Regions from separate parts of the Gossypium raimondii genome. Here region 1 is linked to region 2. Evidence: chromatin contacts called from public Hi-C data. All regions are on one chromosome and are shown on one strand. Each heading gives the region's core, a stretch centred on a gene start, on an enhancer-like site or on the middle of the called end of the contact. The rest is flanking DNA. Distances are from core to core; before and after follow the strand shown. Region 1 holds the start of LOC105772824 (hexokinase-1). Region 2 holds the start of LOC105773532.

Evidence for each region. A called contact is a pair of places that touch in the nucleus more often than the background predicts.
Region 1: a Hi-C map of leaf shows a contact between it and region 2, with 2.2 times the contacts expected there. The contact joins the promoter of LOC105772824 here to the promoter of LOC105773532 in region 2. A contact is called at or near these places in 2 of 2 Hi-C or Micro-C datasets (both in leaf).

What each region holds. Positions count from the first base shown.
Region 1 is chr6:11,093,517-11,099,657 of ASM2569854v1, forward strand. It overlaps LOC105772824 (hexokinase-1), which reads right to left and starts at 3,263. Exons shown (of 10, transcript XM_012594290.2): 1 at 2,694-3,263. The coding sequence starts at 2,965.
Region 2 is chr6:10,898,562-10,905,582 of ASM2569854v1, forward strand. It overlaps LOC105773532, which reads right to left and starts at 5,610. Exons shown (of 11, transcript XM_012595514.2): 1 at 5,447-5,610; 2 at 5,289-5,336; 3 at 4,853-5,210; 4 at 4,618-4,766; 5 at 4,058-4,261; 6 at 3,762-3,941; 7 at 3,246-3,632; 8 at 2,782-2,861; 9 at 2,107-2,467; 10 at 1,541-1,753; 11 at 880-1,346. The coding sequence starts at 5,333. The coding sequence ends at 1,017.

The DNA of each region.
Region 1 (6,141 bases), core at 2,013-4,512, 190 kb after region 2:
GCGTTGAATATAAGTACTTAAAGGAAAACGACAAGTCAGAGCAACATAGTGTTAATGGCAAACCCACTCTATTATCTTTCTGAAAAACATTTTGAGCAGCAAATCATCATAATACAAAGTACACATAGAATGAAGTTAGGCACCATGGAAAAGAGAATTTTCATCTTAAAAAACTTTGACAAATAACAGTAAAGAGGGCATCTAAAACCAAGAACCAGAACACAAATAGAAACTTATAATTAGGAGGCTTTGACAAAAAACTTCAAAGCCTTAGAAGATAAACTATATGTAAAATAAGTTATTTATCCCACAAATAGAAAGCAAAAGATATTTGGGTTGCTTATATGTCAAAACCATGTTACTTAGACTCGGACATCGGTACATGCAACGACGGAACCAGTATCAAACATTTTGGGCCAAATATAAATTGAAATCACAATTTGTCCTTGTTTTGTTGAGTCTCATCAATAAATACTTACACAGTTTAGTGTTCATTTTGAATTAGGAGGCTTTTTTAGTTAACGGAAGGATTGAAACTTATAATTTTTTTGGTTAATATTCTATTTGGTACCTGAGTTTAGTTTCAATGTTCAATTTAGTACTTGAGTTTTTTTTCCAATTAAGTATATATGTGTTTTAGTAGAACACATGCCAAATATTCAATTGGGTCACATGATGATGTTTGGTTTAGGTACCAAATTGAATATTGAAACCAAATTCAGGTACCAATTTGAACATTGAACCTAAACTCAAGTACCAAATAGTATATTAATCCTTTTTCAAAACTTTAAACTTAAGCTATTTGTTTTCCTTTTTCAAGAGTACTTAGACTTCGTTTACCATTTAAGTTGAAAAACATTTTTTAATCCAAATCTTGATTCCAAATAGAAAAATTTGATAAACAAACAACTTTTCAAACCAAACCTTGATTTTGAACTGGGATTTTAACCAAGTTAAAATTTTTAACTTTTGGCTTTTGGAAAGTACTTTTCAATGAAGTTACCTTTTTATCCTCCCATTAAATCTTTTACTTTACAACATCATGTCTTAAAATTAATATTTTATCTTCTCAAAATCACTTTTTGACAGCAATGGTAAACACTAATAAATTTTTCAAAAGCACTTTTTCACAATATTTTTCAAGAATACTTTTCAACCTCAATAGTAAACTAACCCAATTGGTTTAAAATTTGTCTCTAGACTTACTAAGAAGTGCTGACTATAGATGATATTTCATTTATAAAATAAAAATAAAAAAAACCTAACAAACAAAGAAGTAAGAGAAAAAAATCTAAATAAATAATTTTAAAATATATAAAGATTTAAATAATATATACAAATAAATAGATCACCACCCAAATCTTCTAAGGGCAACAACCTAGACTCATTGGTTCTTCCAATACAATAAATAAAAAAATTAAACCTCTGTTAGGACTTAAAATCACTATTTGTTATTACCTTGTTGTCTGTCAGCACCAAATACTTGTAGAGTTTAACATTTGTTTTGACTGGAATTTTTTTAAATAAATGGGAAAGCTTTTAACTCTTTTTTTAAAGCTTTTAGAACAAAGTAAACAAATAGAAGTGTTTTTGGGGAAAAAATATAAGTTAGAAATAAAATGAAATTTAACTTGAATCTAATTGGTTTTAAAAAGTGAGTTGTATTTGAATTGGGGTCAATCATGTTCCAAATTACAAATTTAATTGGGACCAATTCATGTTTAAATTTATAAACATTATATGTATAAAGTTAGAATATTTAGTATTACATGTTAAAGGAAAAAGAAATTTGGCCCCTCACCTTCTATTTAGTTCCATCCATGTGCATGTGTGCAACATTAATCCATGGTATGTTCAATTTCGTTCCCGATGTATTTAGAAAGTGGTAGGAAAATCATATAGGGTACCAATATTTGGATGTACATCTCACATGAGTATTAAATATAGGTGGGTAGCTAAAAGAAAAAGGGGAAGTAGGAGAAACATAGAATCTGTGGCAACCCACTCTAATATCTATATTTGACATCAGCACGTAGAGATAGAATGAAGGCAGGAAGCATGGAGTAGAATGCAAAGGAAAGCAACTATAACCCACAACCCCAAATAAACTTGATAAGTAAAAAAGGTATCAAAGGTTTTGGAAGGTAAGCTAAAGATGAAAAGGTGAGTTATTTCTATCCCATGAATTGAAAGCAAAAAGGTAGATATTGATGGGACAAACAAGAATACTAAAAGCAGCACTTGTTTGTAGAAAAAACTAACCCATAAATCATCTTTAGAACAAAACAAGCATAAAGTTGATAAGCATGCAGTGTTGATAACACAACAAAAGCCATCATAAGTGGAATCCAACACATCAGTTACTCAAAGTAAATTTCGAAACTACTAAATTTTTACCCTTTGGGTATAGAAAGTTCAATTCAGGGCATCTAATGAATTATCAATCTCCTTAACAGCAAATCCGAATGGACCACAGTGTGAGTAAAATCAAAACCACTAATCTCTAAAGCTTTTTCATCTCACAAACTAGTTGAATGTCAATCATGAATTAAACTTTTCTACAAATTTTCCTCTCTTTTTTTTAAATTTTGAAATAGAGCTCATAATCAGAGTTGATCAATCAAGAGAATTCCAGAAGTATTGGAACTTAAAATTTTAAGGAAAGAACAATAAAAGTTGAATGGTTAAGTTACCCAGTGGGGAGATTATGTACATAGCTGATGATCATCTTGAGCTTGCTGCCACCCTCTGACGCGAGCCCGGCGTGCATCTCAACGGTCATGGCATCAGCCACCTGTTTAAGATTCGAACTTGGGGTCCCACACTTTTCCTCAAACTCCTTCAGTATAGACAGCGCCCGGGCCCACTTCCCCGAACTCTTCATCCTGTGACGCACCACCAGCGCCGCTGCTGCACACACAGCCGCCGCGCACACCACCGCCGCCCCTACTGCCACTTTCCCCATCACCACCGCAACACCAATCAAACAAGAGGAAAAAAAAGTACTTTCAGAGTTGTACGGATACTCCCCCAAAAGAAAAAAAACAATCCAAGTTTCACTAACTTGGATTTAAAAAGAAAAAAAACAAAAGGAGGGAAGGTCTAGATGACTGAATTTTTAATTGTCTCTTTATTGGAAAATTCAATATATTTGTAGTAGTTACTGGCTTTGCTTCTGCAATGAAGCGGCTTTCATTTGTTTAAAAAAAGCAAAGAGAAAAGTGACCATAAAAGGAAGAAGATGTAATTATTTTGTTATTTGGCATAAAATAAATAAAAATACAAAGAAGAAGAAGATATTTAAAAGTGAGGAGTGGTTTTAAATTACGATAATGACCTTTCCATTCCAATGTGATGTATTAAATTTAATGAAGACATGAGTGGACAGGTGTCAGGTTTATGATATTTAGGAATCTCTCCTTTGTGTAACTCAAGATAAAAGTGGGGATTAGAATGAGTTAATCCATGGTTGGAAATAAGTACAACTACATCAATCTGGGATTCATAAATGTTGTTGCCAACTTGGTGGTTTTATTAGTCACCCAATTTCACTAAGCCACATGGTTTGGATGATCTCCTTTCTTTGCTTTATTATTTTGTTGGAGATTAAATGATTATATAAAATTGTGATTGTATGTTGTTTATATTCGTATTCAATAGAAAAGTGACAAATCAGAATTTTCTCTTGATTATATAAAATTTGATTTGACATTCTCTTATTCTATTGAAAATGAATATGGATGACGTGGAATCACAGCTTTATACAATCACTTCTCTTAATTAGAGATCACAAGCAATTAAACACTTATTTATAAGGAAATATGAACTTCTAGATATATGTGGTTACTACTTACCTCGATTTATCATTGAGGTAAAAGTTTTATGAAAAAATGTTTCTAAAAAGAATTTGAAAGTATTTACTATTCTTTGTAAAAAATATTATTGAGAAATAAAATGATAATTGTAAACAAAATGTTGTAAAGTAGAAGATTTAATGGCGGATAAAAGATAACTTTATTAAAAAGCATTTTTCAAAAGCCAAAAGCTAAAATTTTTGGCTTTTTGACTTGGGTTAAAATCCCATTTGAAATCAATGATTGGTTAAAAAGTTTTTTTATCAAAATTTTAGTTTAAAATTAAAGTTTGAGTTGAAAAGTAATTTTCGATCTCAATTATAAACAAAGTCTTAATAGAGTGTGGATACATTTTTTAAAAATGTAAAACTATAAAAATAATAAAAATAAAAAATTTTGAAAATCTTCACTAGTAATTATTAATGTAATTCCACTAATTCATAACTTTTTACAAGTATTGGATGAAGTTATTTATCTCTCACTATTTTCAGAACTGAATTGAATTAGTCAATCAAACTAATTGGATTAGAAATCGATTGAGATACTGGTTTAGAATAAGGGGTCAGATTGGTTGACTTGTGAATCAATTGAATCGATCGAACATGTCAAATCAATAGTTGAATCTATTTCTCTATTTTTTTTAAATTTATACAATCGAACCGGACAAATCGGATTTATCCCTAAGAGATTAAGGATATCCAATGAGGGTAACACACTTATGACAAGGTTATTGGATGAGCATCGATCGAGTTGCTTTCGTAATGATATGTCATAAGGGAGAGCTCAGTCACGATACTATAGTGGAATGACTTCATTACTAAATTAGTTTATAATTAATAAGCGGTGAAAAGTTGGAACTTAATTATAAATCATTTGAGCCCTAATCACATATATTCAATCGGTCCCTCCGCTATCTTGTTGAAATCAGAAATGAACTGCATGTTGAATCAAATTAACAGAAATGGATAGAAATGGGAAACATTCAGAAATGAAGGTGATTTTCTTACTAAGTATGGAAATGGTTTGAGAATTAATTTGCAACAACCTGTTTTTCAATGGGGTCAAAAATAGTGATTTCGGGATCACAAATCCGACGAATGAGTCCATAAATATTATTATTTAATATTTACGAGTCAAATATAGTATTATATAGAATTGTTATCGGATAATTTTTGCTATTTGAATATATAGTTAAGTACAAGTGGTTTGTCCTTAAAATCAAGTGGTTTTAGAAAATGAGGTATCGGAACCTTGTTTCTATAAATCGAACCCATAATAAATATTTTTATAAAATATTTACGGAGTGATTATATAGATATATTGAAGTTTGGTCCGAAAATTTTAGTGATTTGATAGCTAATTAGAAAAATGATTAAATCGTAAAAGTGGTAAAAATTAATTGGTATTGATTATTATTAACTAAAATGTTTAAATAGTTAAAGTGAGAGGATCTTTACGAATTAGACCATAATTTGTGATAGGGACCGACATTAGGTGATTTTATAATGAAATTTCAATTAAAATAAAGTTAAAATAAAATAAATAAAACTTAAAACATAAAAAAAAAAACATCATCTTCTTCTTTTATCTCTTGTGATCGAAATCATGGAAATTAAAGCTTGAAGCATTCTATTTGTTTGGCGATTGCATGTAAGTGTTATTTTGTCGATTTCTTGTAAATTTTATATTTATGAAATCATTGTAACTTAAACTATCTAGTTCAGGGTTAATTTGTGAAGTTATCAAATTTTGGAAAATTTACCATTTTGTTTTTGCTTGGTAGTGAATTTGAACTAGTTTGTAAAGTAATTTGTATAGTTTTTAAGTTAAAGGATTTAATTAAAAGCATGTGAATTTTGGAAGGGTTTTGTTGAAAAATTTCAGAATTTAAGGGTTGCTTTTATATGGTTAAAGGTTTGGTAAAAATTGGGTTTATGAATTAATTGTGAAAATAGACTCATTTTAATATTAATACTAAATTGAATAAAGTATAAAAGTTTGGGGCAAATGTGAAAATTGTAAATAGGAAATCATATGCACTAAATTGTGTAATGGGCCAAATTTGCCCGGCCTACATGAAGCTAAACAGTCCAAATACAATAGTTTTTTTGGGCCCAAACCCAAAACAAAATACAATAACGAATGACCCAAAATTAACCCCCAGGCCCAAGAACAATTTCAGAAACCCTAGAGATCTAGGGTAAACTTTGGCAGCCGCAACCATGCCCCCGAATCTCCGCACAATCTTCATACCTGCGCAACAAGGAAGGAAACAAAACAGAATACG
Region 2 (7,021 bases), core at 4,360-6,859:
CACCCAAGCTTACAAAGTGACCACATCTTGAGTTGGTCACCATAGATAATCAGTATATTGTGGCCACCAAGTTACAACTAGGCAATTCCTACGGTCAATCCTGTCAAGGAGGATGAGGAGGGTGAGTGATTTTTGTTGCTCGATGATAGTGTTGGAAAAAATCAGTTGAGAAAACAAAACACTTGCATAATGAAATTTTAAAACCAGTACCTATGTTTTTCAAGCTCAAAAATATCTAGTTAATTCTTGGCTTTTAACTAAAATAATCATCTCCTTTATTCTTAAACCTTCGATTACTCAGAGAGTAAGCTTTGATTCCTAAACCAAACACCCTAATACAAAATGAAAACTTTAATTTTCTAAGAAGAAAAGTTAAAATTTTATGAAAAAAAAAACCTAAGCCAAATCTCAAATTCTCCACTTAAAAATTAATTTCGTTTCTTTGACTTAGTCCGTAGTTCAAAAAATTCGTTACTTTCACTTAGCCAATAATCTTTATATAGAAAAAAATCACTAGAATTAAAATGAAAAAAAACCAAAGTAACAATATTTTAATAAAAAACACCATCCTTTTACGATAGCAGTACACATTGGGTTAAAACTAATTGTCTACCTTTTGCACCGAATTTACATGTTTCATAAAGCAATATTTCAGGGTTTTAACTTCTCAACAGTCCGTAACATTTGTATCAAATGACCAACATAACCTTCGAAAAATTAGGCTTGTAGTTTCAGTAAAAATAGGTCATGGATTTTATCTACTTTTCACTAAATCCCAACATTGCCTCGCTGGAATAATGATGGGAACAATAGGATTATAAATTGCAAGTGAAATGGATGTTTGATTCTTATGAATTTGTTTCTACGTGACAAGAATAATTAATGTGTTAAATTTCTATTTATATAACACATCAAATACGATTACACTAAAACATTAATCCGAACGCTATGTAAATATACAGTGTCAAGTCTATCAATTGGTGAACTCAGTTTAGGTTTTAGGTTAGATCATGATGCTAGTCAAGTTGTTTTGTCCAGTCAAAAGCTTCCCAATCACGAACAAAACTGGCAACAGCCTGCTTTTGTTCCTCCACAGATTGATACCTCCGGCGGCGGTACATGTCCTCCTCTGGAAGTTGTAACATACCTCTAATAACATTGAGACCAAGGCTGCTCTTGAACTGGCTTTCATCATCAATTACATGCACAAACCCTTTGTTTAGACCGAATTCAACATGGAAATATGGGAAATTTTTCGGGATTGAACCGCACAATCCCTTCTCACTCGTGTCTATCAGCTTCTTTGCATTGTGCTGGCTCCACTCATCCTCGGCTTCATCAATTGCCTGTGACAAACATCTTTTAGAATCATACAAAGATCACATCTACATTCCAACTATTGCTACTCAGCAGACTAAATCCGAGCCATTTGATTTTGATAAAGATCAAGTTTACATGTCAAGAACAGAAGAAGCTGCTGCTTCCATCTCCGCCACTGGTGTTACCAAAATGTCAATACATAAATTGAAAAGAACCTAACCTTTTTAAAATACACAGGAGCCTGTTTTGCAATTTCCCGTGGCAAAGGAATACATTCAATCAGACAATGGCGACGCTGTTGTGCCAATCCCATCACAGTTTCCAAGAACACCATCTCCTTATCTTGCTTGGCAAACATCATTATTAAGCATTTCTTAAAGTTGCGGATTTCATCCCACACATTATTTTCAATTGTTCTTGTGGCTGGCTCATGCTGTCAAGGCAAAAGAGTTTGCATTTTAAATTAGGACACATCAATCTGTAAAGCGCAAGAAATATTATTTTAGTTCTACATCTCGTATAAAAGAAATTAATGTGTCCAAAATGAGTTCATTTGCTCCTAATTTTTGAAGGCATCTAAGCTACTCTGCTTCATATATCGAAACGTTAATACAAACTAGGTTAGGTACCATGAAAGGAAATGGAAAGACTACTAAGAATATTCAAATCCTTTAAAACAATGAACTATATGCCTGTACTTCAAAAGATCACTCACCAATTTACTGGTCTGATGTAATTAACATTAAGGCGCTAAAGCAAATTATGACACCATAGATAAAAGAGTACCTGCATTGGTAAGATACAGCAGTGACCTGGCACAACAGGCTGCCATTGTGGTAGCATCAAGTATGTGAAATTTGCTATAGCAACAACAAGATGTTTTGGTCTGTTAGGGTTTTCAAAGCAGAAAAGACAGCGCTCTTGCTGAGTCAATATACGCTTAGCCAAATGATTATTTCCAGAGACCCAATTGCTTTCCCCACCCTTCTTCCGTGGTTTTCTGCTTGGACCATCTTCATAGTCATATTCATCATCAGCCTGACCAGATACACTAAATTGTTTATTCTGCATTATTCTTCGAGCTAGATGCTTATCGGTATCATCATCATCCTTCCCTTTCCGAAGCGATGCATCATGAACAACATGTCTAGATAAAATACAAATAATATTATCAGAACAGAATTATTTATAGATGTTAAGGAAAAAAATGAAAAAAGATATTAAAATGTGAGTTGGAATGCTACATTAAGAATAAAACTCTATAAATTATGCTACATTAAGAATAAAACTCTATAAATTATTAAAAAAAGGAACTCAAAAGCGAAAGTAAACACTTTGCAATTTGCTTTAGAATCCCAAATGACAGTCTCATAGAGAGTTATAAGCTTACTACTTTAAGCTCATTTGAAACAGCATTTTTAGAATGGGGAATACCAAAGAAATATAAAGTTGAAAAGTTACCTGCTGTTGTTGTCAACATTCTGCTGCTTACTGGCATGATCTCCAGTGTTCTGCTTAGCCTTCATGCTCTCAACTTCCAGCTAATAAGGAAAAAAATAACAAAACCAATTAAATTAAACCAACTGAAGACAAAATTAAGCCCTATGTTGACAGATAGGAGAAAAAAGCAATATTCTTTAGATCAAGTTATTCAATGCATAAGGCACATATGCAAACAACTAAAATTTATGTTCTAGTTCTGAAAAGTTAAACAGGGTTCTAATACCTAGACAAAAAAAATGAACCCCCCATATTTTCTAGATCCAGGAAATATTTGACTGTTATAATCTCAAAATGAGAGGATCTGCATACGTTTATCTTTCTATCTATGGAATAACAAAACTTTAGCATAGGAAACTAAGAATGAGATTGAGAAACTCCCTAATCAAATCAATGTACTGTATCAAAGCAAAAGGTTGTCTTACCAGAAGTTTCTCAGCCTCATCATGCTTTCCTTTCAACCGAAGCTGCAAAGCCTTAGCTGCCAATTGGTTTATGCTCAAAGTCTCCTTTGGCATTGTAGCAGCTTCACTAGGTTTATTCGTCTCTGATGCTACAACTTTTGAGTTCATATTTCCATCATGATCTGTATGTGAACCAGATGCGATAGTATCATTTCCCTGCTTACGAAGAAATTCTTGCATGAAGTTTCCATCATCGGTAAACTTATTTGCAGTCGATATAGCACCAGCATTTTTAGCAGGAATATTTTGGTTTTTTCGTTTTCCCCAGGATAATGAATCGCGGACTTTTGGGGTCTTCATGTCAGAATGTCGAAGAGATACATCCCGCAAATAATCTCGAGTAGTGTTCTGGCAACCAAAACCATAGAAAGGATTAGAACATCTGTGGTTCCTGGACTACTAGAGTGCAACCACTATGTACTATTTTTCATTTAAACTAACAAATTATGAAATCCATATAAGTGTCATTGCAAGTACCCTTTCAGAATTTCTTTCTGACTTTCTTTCCCTTTGATTGTCTGCAACATTTTGTTTCTCATTATCTGGGCCTTGCTTTCTATTTCTTATGGCATGCAGATGGGCTCGAGGTGCAGCAGCTCTACGAGATGCTCCATATGCAGCCAGTATATCAAGAGAACCCCAACGTTCTAGAACAACCTGTATGGTTTCAACAGTAAAGGCTAATGGAATCACACTTTAAACTGTTAAAAAAAAAAAAAAAAAGCAACATGGCACCCTTCCTGATATACAATTTTTCCTGAACAAAAAATTACCTCCTCAATACTTCGTCCTTCTCGAGAAGCTTGCTCTTCTGCACGCTTCAAAGCTTTAAGTCTCCAACTAGCACCTCCATCCCCTACAAACGAAGAAGATAAAAGCCTGTCTACACCAGCTCTCTTTTCTTCTGCTTCCTCTGGATAACCAGTTCCATTATCTTTCAGATATGGATTCAACTCTCTAGGATGCATCGTCTTTATCTGGTAACAATATATGTACTATTATCAATTCATGCACTAACAAAATATAAAGGCAGAAAGTAAAGAATGCATGCTCCATACAACCAAGAACCACAAATGCAAGCTTGTTTAGAACTCTCCAAAGTAAACATAACTAAAGCAGTCTAAGAAATAAAAAGAGAAAGAAGCTTATCAAATCCTCGTTAGAAAAGTTTGATTTTTTTCTGAACAACAAAGAGAACCGTAAAGCAGACAAGATATTTTTTGCTTTAAAATATAAATATCTCCATCAGCAAGCATTTATGTTTGTATTATGCCAGAATCAAAGAAAATAAAAGGTAAAAAATCAGCTAGAATTAATAGCTCAAGTGCCATACCTCCTCAGTAGGAGGTTCCTCAAGTTGTTCAACAGCAGCAGGTTCTAAATGTTTCTTATCAGTCTTAAATGCAGGTCTGAGCATCCATTCCAGTCCAATTTCTTTCCTCTCAATCTCCTTCTCTTTCAAAGGAGATTCTCTACCATCATCTGCAAACCAACAACAATAATAACTGATCAATGTCTAAAATGAACCAATCATCAATAATTCAGAACAAAAAATTCTCTTCTCTTACTCCTTTTCTTTCCAACTCCTGAATTACGTCTTCGATCCTCATCCACATCTTCAGACGAATAATCCACTGATGACGATGAATAACGTTTCTTTTTACTTCTGGATCGTTTCTTATTCCTCTTACCCTTTCTCCTATCTGAATGCCTCCCTTTATCTGTATCGGAACTCCCTTCGCTCTCACTTTCGCTTGAATACTCCTCTGATGAATACCACTTCTTATTTCGTCTAGATCCTTTTTCTATTCTCTCAATATCATCATCCGAAGAACCACAATACCCAGAACTTTTCCTTTTTCTTTTATTCTTTTCCATTTTACTAGTGTATCTTTTCTTCTGCCTATCTGAGTTCTCATTTTCTTCCTGGTACAAAAAAAAAAAAATCTAACTGAGGAAACTTTACTGACAAAAAGAAAGAAATGTGAAATTGATGAATTATACCTTATCAATCTCATCACGAGGTATAACCTTCACCCCAGAAAGCATATTCTACAGAATTCAGCGACTTCAAATTAAAATTAATTACGAAAGCGATAAGCTTCTATAATATAAAGTAGATAGAGATGTGAAATAAATAAAGAAAAATCAAGCAGACTCACCGTTCCAAAGAGGACGAAGAGGGCTGTGGACCGGCGGTGGTTAGGGTTTGGAAAGGGAGGTTGCGACGGTTAATTTGAAGCTTGGGCTTGTATTTTGAGAGGTTTTCTTCTATCGAAGGGAAGATACTGGGTGGGTCTGGGATTTTAACCACGTGGGTAATTAGACTAAACTCTACGATCTTAAGAAGAAATTATTATAGGAAAATTTCTTATATAAGTCCTTCCTATATACTATTACATTGGATATGGATCCAATTAAAAATAAATTATTATAGGAAAATTTTCTTATATACGTCCTTCTTATATAATATGGACCCAATTAATAAAACTAGATTAAGATATATTCACGATTTAAGTGAATATATTATATGATTTAATGTTGCGAAACAAAATTATTAAGATTAAACAATCAAATGCATATATACAATGTTAGAAAATCTTGGTATTTAGATATAATATATAGGTAAGTATAAAACATTATTGTTGAAATAGTGAACAAAATATGTTAAATTGTAGGCAAATAGTTTTTTTATATATAGAAAAGTAGCTTAGAATAAACCAAACTAAAATAAAAGAAGGCATTTGATTAATAAATGTATTAGTAGAAACAAAATGCCTATACGTATACATTCGATTAATAAAATATAAAATATAAAATTTAAATACATGATTTAATAAATTTGTCAAATATTTTAAATAAATGACTAGTTTATTATTAATAAATAGTATCGTTTATCTACTCAATTAAGCCAAATCACGTGCATCTGAAAATAGACCAACAAATAGAAACAACTAAGAGAAGAAAAAAAAAACAATACTCATCCTCGTATAGAAAAAAGGGGAAAAAACAAATATCAATTTATCTCCCCCTCTCTTCAGCCAGTTTGTTGGAACTCTCGGCTCCCAGTAAATTTCCTCCTTATCCATCTCAAAATTCAGCTTTACTTTAGCCAAAACAATCTCACCCAAAGTATCAACGAATCAATCTCAGCTAACTCTACCAATCGATATTTTAAAATAAGAATTTTCCTACCCTTGTTAAGCCTCAAATTCTTGCTCCATTGAATAAGTCTCTTCCCTAAAGCAACTAACTTGTTAGGAATATTACCAACACTACTCTCCCAAAGAGCTCGTACCTTAGCTTCGAAGCCTTCCTTCAATTTCTAGTTTGCATTGAACCGAAAAGTTTGACCCTCATTTTGGAACCTAGCAAAAGACTCAATTTGATTTGTGTTAATCACTAAGGGACAGTGATCAAAATAGCTATGAGGCAAGTGCTAAATCTTGTGATTTGTGAACCGAGAAACCCATCCTATAGAAGCTATTCCACGATCTAACCGCTCTCAAATGAGTGTTTCCTGAGATCTGTCACACTCCCAAGTTAACCAGTGCCCATCATAACCCAAATCCATGAGCTCATAGCTTTCCAAAGTAGAATGAAAACCCTCCATCTAACTAACTGAATGAAGATGTGCACCTTGCTTTTCTGGAGCATACAAAATTTCATTAAAATCTCCCACCACAAGCCATGTGATTCCATCAAGATCATACAAACTACGCAAGAGGTTCCAAGAT